Linked DNA regions of Pan troglodytes: region 1 is linked to region 2. Evidence: chromatin contacts called from public Hi-C data. All regions are on one chromosome and are shown on one strand. Each heading gives the region's core, a stretch centred on a gene start, on an enhancer-like site or on the middle of the called end of the contact. The rest is flanking DNA. Distances are from core to core; before and after follow the strand shown.

Evidence for each region. Hi-C and Micro-C count contacts between places; a contact is called where the count stands out from the background.
Region 1: a Hi-C map of induced pluripotent stem cells shows a contact between it and region 2, with 1.9 times the contacts expected there. The contact joins two enhancer-like sites. A contact is called at or near these places in 2 of 7 Hi-C or Micro-C datasets (induced pluripotent stem cells and stem cell-derived neural progenitor cells) and 1 of 1 datasets of contacts at active chromatin or transcription factors (stem cell-derived excitatory neurons).

What each region holds. Positions count from the first base shown.
Region 1 is chr9:94,672,016-94,675,535 of NHGRI_mPanTro3-v2.0_pri, reverse strand. The region is part of intron 3 of FAT3 (FAT atypical cadherin 3); the gene reads right to left. Among named protein-coding and RNA genes, the nearest start is that of FAT3, 330 kb to the right of the region's middle. Within about 2 kb of position 1,440, at least 1 of the 24 cell types and tissues checked has an H3K27ac peak or open chromatin away from gene starts, as enhancers often do. A contact at or near this core is called in induced pluripotent stem cells, where this site is marked.
Region 2 is chr9:94,335,308-94,338,750 of NHGRI_mPanTro3-v2.0_pri, reverse strand. No RefSeq gene overlaps it. Among named protein-coding and RNA genes, the nearest start is that of FAT3, 7.6 kb to the left of the region's middle. Within about 2 kb of position 1,825, at least 1 of the 24 cell types and tissues checked has an H3K27ac peak or open chromatin away from gene starts, as enhancers often do. A contact at or near this core is called in induced pluripotent stem cells, where this site is marked.

The DNA of each region.
Region 1 (3,520 bases), core at 191-2,690, 340 kb before region 2:
TCTGCCTACTACATAGATGTCTGTGGTTATATATGCTTGAATAATTATTGAAAATTAAATAACATCATAAACAGTCAAATTAATTTATCTGAGCATACCAAAGGCAGGAAGCCTGCTCTAGGATAAAACATTATTTGCCTGGAGAAACATAAAGACAGATTTATCTTATACACCAAATTTCTCACATTCTATTCTAACTTGATGGAGTTTTCTTTGTTTTTGTTTTTGTTTTCTTAAAGAAACCTGAAAGTTGAAAAACAAAGCACTTGAGAAGTATTATGGAATAGCAACACACCTTAGCTAGATGAGTAATTTAAAATTTTAGTCTAAATATATTTCACTGTCAAAATAAGTCCATAGTGTGTCTCCTCTAATAACATAACCAAGTACAGCCGTTTCAGTAAGAAATGGTTTCTTTGAATGTTTTAAGATAATACAGAAGTGTAAAAGGAAAAATTCCTCACTTGTCTTCTATTTCTACAATAGCAGGAGTCATTGTAAAATACAGAAGGTTGAACTGCAGGGTCTATGAAAATTGAGTTAATCCAAATTTCAGCAGAAGGCTTGAAGAAAAGTTTGTTGATGAGAAAACACACACACACACACACACACACACACACAACAAAAAAAAAACATGGGACAACGATCACCTAGGCCCAAGTTGCAATCAGATGGAAGGCAGAGGAGAATGAGGCCCCATATTTTAAATGCAACCAAGATGGATAGACATTTACAGAATAGTTTTCCCAGAGTAGAGAGATTTAGAAAGCCCTAGAGAATGCAAGTTTGAACCTTGTATTTCTACTACAGGTTCTTTCAGAAGGTGAAATTCAGACAGGATCCAGATACCTGCTGTAATTGAGGTATTTGCTCACCTCCAATTGGTCTCTAACTAACCTCAGTCCTGCCTCACAGGGATCAGATCAGGGCTGTGAAGAATGGGTGGACAGTTATCAACACTCTGTCTGAGACTCAGCCTCATCTTGGCCAGATAGTTCAGAATATGGGGACTGGGCGATGCTTAAAGACTGAGGATGGTGTGATTTCAAGGTGATATCAATAAATCAAGAAGAAGAGGGCTTCCAAATCAAATTTAATACCCAAGGAAAGATCTGCATTTCAATATGGAAGGGCACTCCTTTTGCTAAGCACTTTAAAGACCCAAATATACCCATGCCAGGGACATTTTAGCATGAAGCCTATAAAGAAGTACACTTGCACACACAACACTCTCTTTAAAAAAAAAAAAAAAAAAGATAAATGTGGCAACCAGGTGAAAGGAACAAGGTAATTCTAAAAGTCCTAGCTTTCACTTGGCAGGAGATTTGGGTAATAGCTTGCCAATTGCTGGTAACTGCTGCCAAGTATGAGGACTGCTGTGCTCAAATTGCTGGCAATGGCCACCTATTGTTTGTGAATGACTGTCTTAGCAGGGGACTCTGCAGAGAGGCTACTCAGGTCAGCAGGGAGGAGGATTTGGCCAATACTCCCAGTGGTCATCATAGTCTAATGCAATGAAGTCACAAGACAGCAGCTTTAGAATGAGGACAACTATGAAAATTTCCCTGGAAAAGATTCTGCATCTTGAGCCAGTATATATATTTAAATCTGCAGATAGATATATCCTCTGCAAAATAAATTACAAAATAATATCAATAATTATCCACTCTAATCACTGAACATATACAACATCACAGTGAGCAGCTTGCTGGCTCTTCTCTCTTGGCTGGTGTTCTATTTCTTTAAACTGAGTGGTAATACAGTACACAATGCTCATATATGTGAAAAAAAGACCCCTTTTGGAAATTTTGCTTGGGGAACTCAAATACATACACCTTGACATTTCTTTTACAGCCTAATTTCTTAGCATTATCTGTGAAATACCATTTAAAGTGATTTAAAACAAAAATTGGCTTTTAATTCTTGAAAGTTTTTCCCTTTTCAGGTCAAGAGACAATGCAGACTCTACAAGCTCTAGAGTATATCAGAGGTGGGATTAATCCTAACTCTTCCATTTACAGGCTGTGTGATTATGGCCCATTTCTAAAACTCTCTGAGCTTCAGTATCCTTGTTTATAAAATGCAGCTAATCATAATGCCCTCCTCTGGCTTATTGGAATGAAATGAAATGAGAGTATATGTGTAAAGCAGTTCCTATTACTAAAAAATGTTGGCTACCATTAATCTCTCTATCCATGGTGTACTGTACAAAAAAACAGGATCTTGAGTCAATGAATCTGGCCTTGGGTCCTGATTCTTCTATTTACTAACTGACTCTGGCAAGTTAGATTTCTAAACATTAATTTCTTCAGTGATAAACTTGGAGTGATTATATAATGCCACATTATATAATATCACTTCAGTGTGTTATTGTGAGCATTAAATAATGAATGCTAAGTATGTTTGACAAAGATAAACCAAGATATAAGTTATCATCATCATCATCAACCTGTACCTTAAGTAAATGCCAAAGTCATAACATTGTCATATGTCTTCCTCTACCATAAACTGACTCTCACTGCATAATCCATCTTCCAGCTCAATGGGGCCATGTAACCGAAGAGGAGAGAAAGGTACTTCAATGACTGCTGAAATACCAGTGAAAATGATGGTAAGTGAAAAATAAATCCTTAATTTCCAGCATTGTAAGAGTAAATGGTTCCTTTATGATTAAAGCAGCAGAAAACAGTTTGAATGGGAACCTTGGCTTGAAATATTGTAATCTACAACTAGTTCTGCTTGAACCAAAATACGGATTACTGCTGGCCCTAAATGAAAATGCCCTGATAGTGGGGATACTATCCAGGACAAGAAAAAATGTGAATGAGTCTGTAAGGAAGTGGATATCCAATAGTATCTATTACCTTTCTCAGAAGAAGGGGGGACAATTATGACATTTTTCAGCATTTAGAACCATTTGGCACCCAGAAGAAGTAATCTATAAAGGTGTTTTCAGGCTTATACAGCTTTAGAATCTGACAGTTAACATTAAGATCTTGGCAGTCTGATTAGCCAGGCTTTCTGTTTTTAATCAATTGACTTAATATACTAAATAAGAGAATATAAGCTTGATGCCAACAATACATGGTTGACACTGTTGGTCAATAAAAACTGCAAATGCCAACTTCTCTCACTTCTTTATTAAATTTTAAATTCCACACAAATAACCAGTCTTATCACTTCAGATAAGCTTTGGTTTAAATTACATTTAAAATATGTTTTTCACTTAGTAAGAAAATACCCCCCTCTCACTTCTTCCCTACCTTCCCAAGTCAAAAACAAAGCAAAACAAAAGACTTTTTCAGAAAGATCTTTTACTGAGGTGATTCATAAAAGTTACACTGCTATAGGTTTCTAGGGAAACTTAGCCAATAATCTATGTGCCAAGTCCTTTGTACAAATTAATTTTTAAAATTACAAAATGCTTTGAAAATGGTTATAAGTGCCCTAAAATTTGAAAAGTTATCATCATCAGTTCAGGGAAAAGGCATGAACTTTTTGAGGTTTAAGCAACATCATT
Region 2 (3,443 bases), core at 576-3,075:
TTCTTTCTTTCTTTTTCTTTTTTTCTTTCTCTCTTTCTCTCTCTTTCTTTCTTCTTCTTCTTCTTTTTTTTTTTTTTTGACAGAGTCTCACCCTGTTCACCAGGCTGGAGTGCAGTGGTGCGATCACAGCTCACTGCAAACTCCGCCTCTCAGGTTCAAGCAAATCCCCTTCCTCAGCCTCCTGAGTAGCGGGGATTGCCGGGATGTGCCATCATGCCTGGCTCATTTTTGTATTTTTAGTAGAGATGGGGTTTTGCCATGTTGGCTAAGCTGGTCTGGAAATTCTGACCTCAGGTGATCTGCCCACCTTGGCCTCCCAAAGTGTGAGATTACAGGCTTGAGTCACCGCACCTGGCCCTCATCATCTTCTTTCAAATCTGGTAACTTTGTTCACCTGTAAATAATTAGTTACCAAATATGGTTGACTTTCAGTAAAGTGAAACAACTACTGATTAGGAGGAAGTAGTGGGTTCAAGGAGTTGATAATAGGATTCAGTTTTTTCCCCTTCAACATTTGCTCTTCCAAATTTGAATCAGATTTTTGGTGATTAATAGCTCTTTTCCTCTGGTACTGTTTTAGGAGTCAGTTTGAAACAACGTACTTATCTTAGTACATTTTCCACTGGGGGAGTCATTAGTATTAATGGAGTGCTGACATCATTCATACACTGAAACCCACTATGTGCCTAGTGGCCAGTGTTGGGCAGCTTTGTGGTATAAATGGTTCTTGACATCAAGAAGCTTACCCACGAGTGGAGCACTGCACTTGGGCTTAGGAACACTGGCTCTAAGGGATGTCAATAAACTCTTCAACCATACTACCTTTATTTTCCGTTCTTTGCTACCCTGCAGGCCTAGGAAATTTTCTGGTGACTGCCAGTCTGGGTCTAGTTTCTGTGTTCTCCCTGGCAATTGGTCTTTACCTCTGTGATATCACTTCTCACACAGCTTCATCCTCATCTTTTATCTGTTTTTGTGTCTCCAGTGACTAGAAGCCTCTTTGGGATAAAGGCTGATCTTTTATCTCTGTATTACCAAGGTGAGCTTCACATGTTGAGTGCTCAACAAAATATTTTTTTGTTGAATGAATAAATATATTAGCCAACCTTATATATTTGGATTTTCAAGAGATCAGAGAGAATGAGGTTATCATACATCTACACTGTCTTAAATTTCTCAAGAGTGAAGCCTAAATCAGTGATTCTCAAAATGTAGTGCCTGGACCAGCAACATCTGCATCAATTTGTAACTTGTTAGAAATGCAAATTCCCAGGCCCCAGACTTAGTGATGCAGACATTCTGGGGGTGCAGCCCAGCAATTTGCATTTCAACAAGCTCTCCTGGTGATTCTGATACATGCTAAAATTTGAGAACCACTGACCTAGATCTTCCCACTCCTAACATGCACACACTGCTCACAGTTCAGTGTAAACCCAGGTGCACCCTGATCCCATGTCTTCAAAAATGGAAGTACCATACTTCTTTAACCCAACTTTTAAATCTATGCAAAGAAAGTCATTAGTTAACCTACTTTGGCAAAAACTCCAAATTATCCTCATTGCTCCCCGATGGTGAGGTGTTTGGGATTGAATTCCCAAATAATTGCTTCAATTAGCCAATTTATTTCGCTTAGGTAGGCACAGCTGGAGGTAATAGCATCCACTGTATCCTAAAGGTGTTCCAGCCTCTTCCCCTCAGGTTGACGCCAACTACAGACCTGCTGAGGAGGGGGAATTAACCACTTGGCGAGAGAATAGAGCCAGTATCTGCACCTATTTGGCCACGTTAACAGTTTTCTTTCTTCTACATCCTGGTTCTTTTGATCTTATGCTACTAAGGTCTGGCCTGTGAGTCATAGAAGGAAGTGCTTTCCCATATAGTCAAGCACACTTGGGGAGCATCTCCCCATAGTTGGAATCATAATAGAAGAAGGGAAGTAACTGGAGGAAGTTCAGCTGTCTATTGTCTCAGCTGCTTTGATTTTCCTGTTAAGTGGCATTTTGCATGAATGTGAACTGAAATTGAAGTTTGTGCACCTTTTGAATGTTATTGCCATCATAGTCACAGGGACACACTTTATTTCTGAAACCCTGGGATGAGAATTTTGAGGCAAGTAATTACAAGCAATCCTTGTTGGTATTAAGAAATAATCAGATTACTTACAAGGATTACACATCTTGAAAAATAAAAGAATGCTTCAGGAGCTAGTGACATAGAAAGTATTTTCATTTTCTTCAAGTTGCGCCTAAAAGCAGTAACTTTTTTTTTAGCCATGCTTCAAGAATACTTTCTATTAAATATTTGAAACCTGGTACCAATAACTTTTTGTTTGCCTTTAAGACAAAATTGACTCACTTGATAGAGTCTTCTCTCTTTCAGAGTTGGAAGGTTTAGGTGAAGAAATGTCTGAAGAAAATTTCATTTCTCAGCACATATTTCTGAGCCTGTTTGGGAGTGACAGTAATGGCATTACAAGGTATTGAAGCGGTGTTCCTGGAAGCTAGTAGAGAGGTCAGAGCAGTGTGAAAATTTCCAGCAAATCTGTCAAGCATCCTGCAGCTCTGGAACATAGCACAGAGTGTTTTCATTAGTGGTCAGAGTCAAGGAAGGTGGTCAAGTCCCAATACTGACATTTAGAGATCACACCATAGTTGATGTTTAGTGTTTTTTAGCTGGGACATGTGTCCAGTGGAACATTCTGAGTGGATATGCATATTTTAGCCCACTATGGTTTAAATATTTGGAAGCTATAGAAAATTAAGGAAACATTAGGTTTTAATTACTGCAAATTTAGGTGTTACTTATGGCAGAGGAGTTTTAAAAATGGTAATATTCTAATAACCTGGGAATAATCCACTCAATAAGAGCCAAGATAGAAAAGAAACCTACTACTTTTATTCATTTCCTAGCCCATTTATTTACTTGTGCAAGCATAAGTAAATCACATAAACACTCCTGAGTGTTTATTATGTTCCAGAAGCAGAGAGCCTAGAGGTCAACATGACAGCTCCTGCCTCAAGGAGCTTTCCGTCTTCTCTAGTTGCTTCTACTTATCTCCATTGTACCCTGGAAGACAAGTCAATAGTAATTGTAATTTAGTGTAATACATATACTTGCTTCCTTTCCAGAGTGGCTGTCCTTTTCAGAATACCTCTAAAAAAAGGAAACAATTTTTTTTAAAGTGAACAACTATTTGAATAATATTTCCAGAGCAGCTTCTAGGAGCTCAAATCTTAGTCTTTGCTCCACATGATGTAGAGACCCCAGTCTGGTTCCTCAATAGTTCCCAGGGGATTGTTCCAAATAGTAGTTGGTTTTTTTGGGGGGGAACAACTGAATTCTTTTGAGAATAGGAACAGCTACTGATGGGAGACTGCTCAGTATAATTCATTCTCTTACCCTAAAAGGATGAGAAACTGCCCTTTTGAGAATGGACTTAGGCA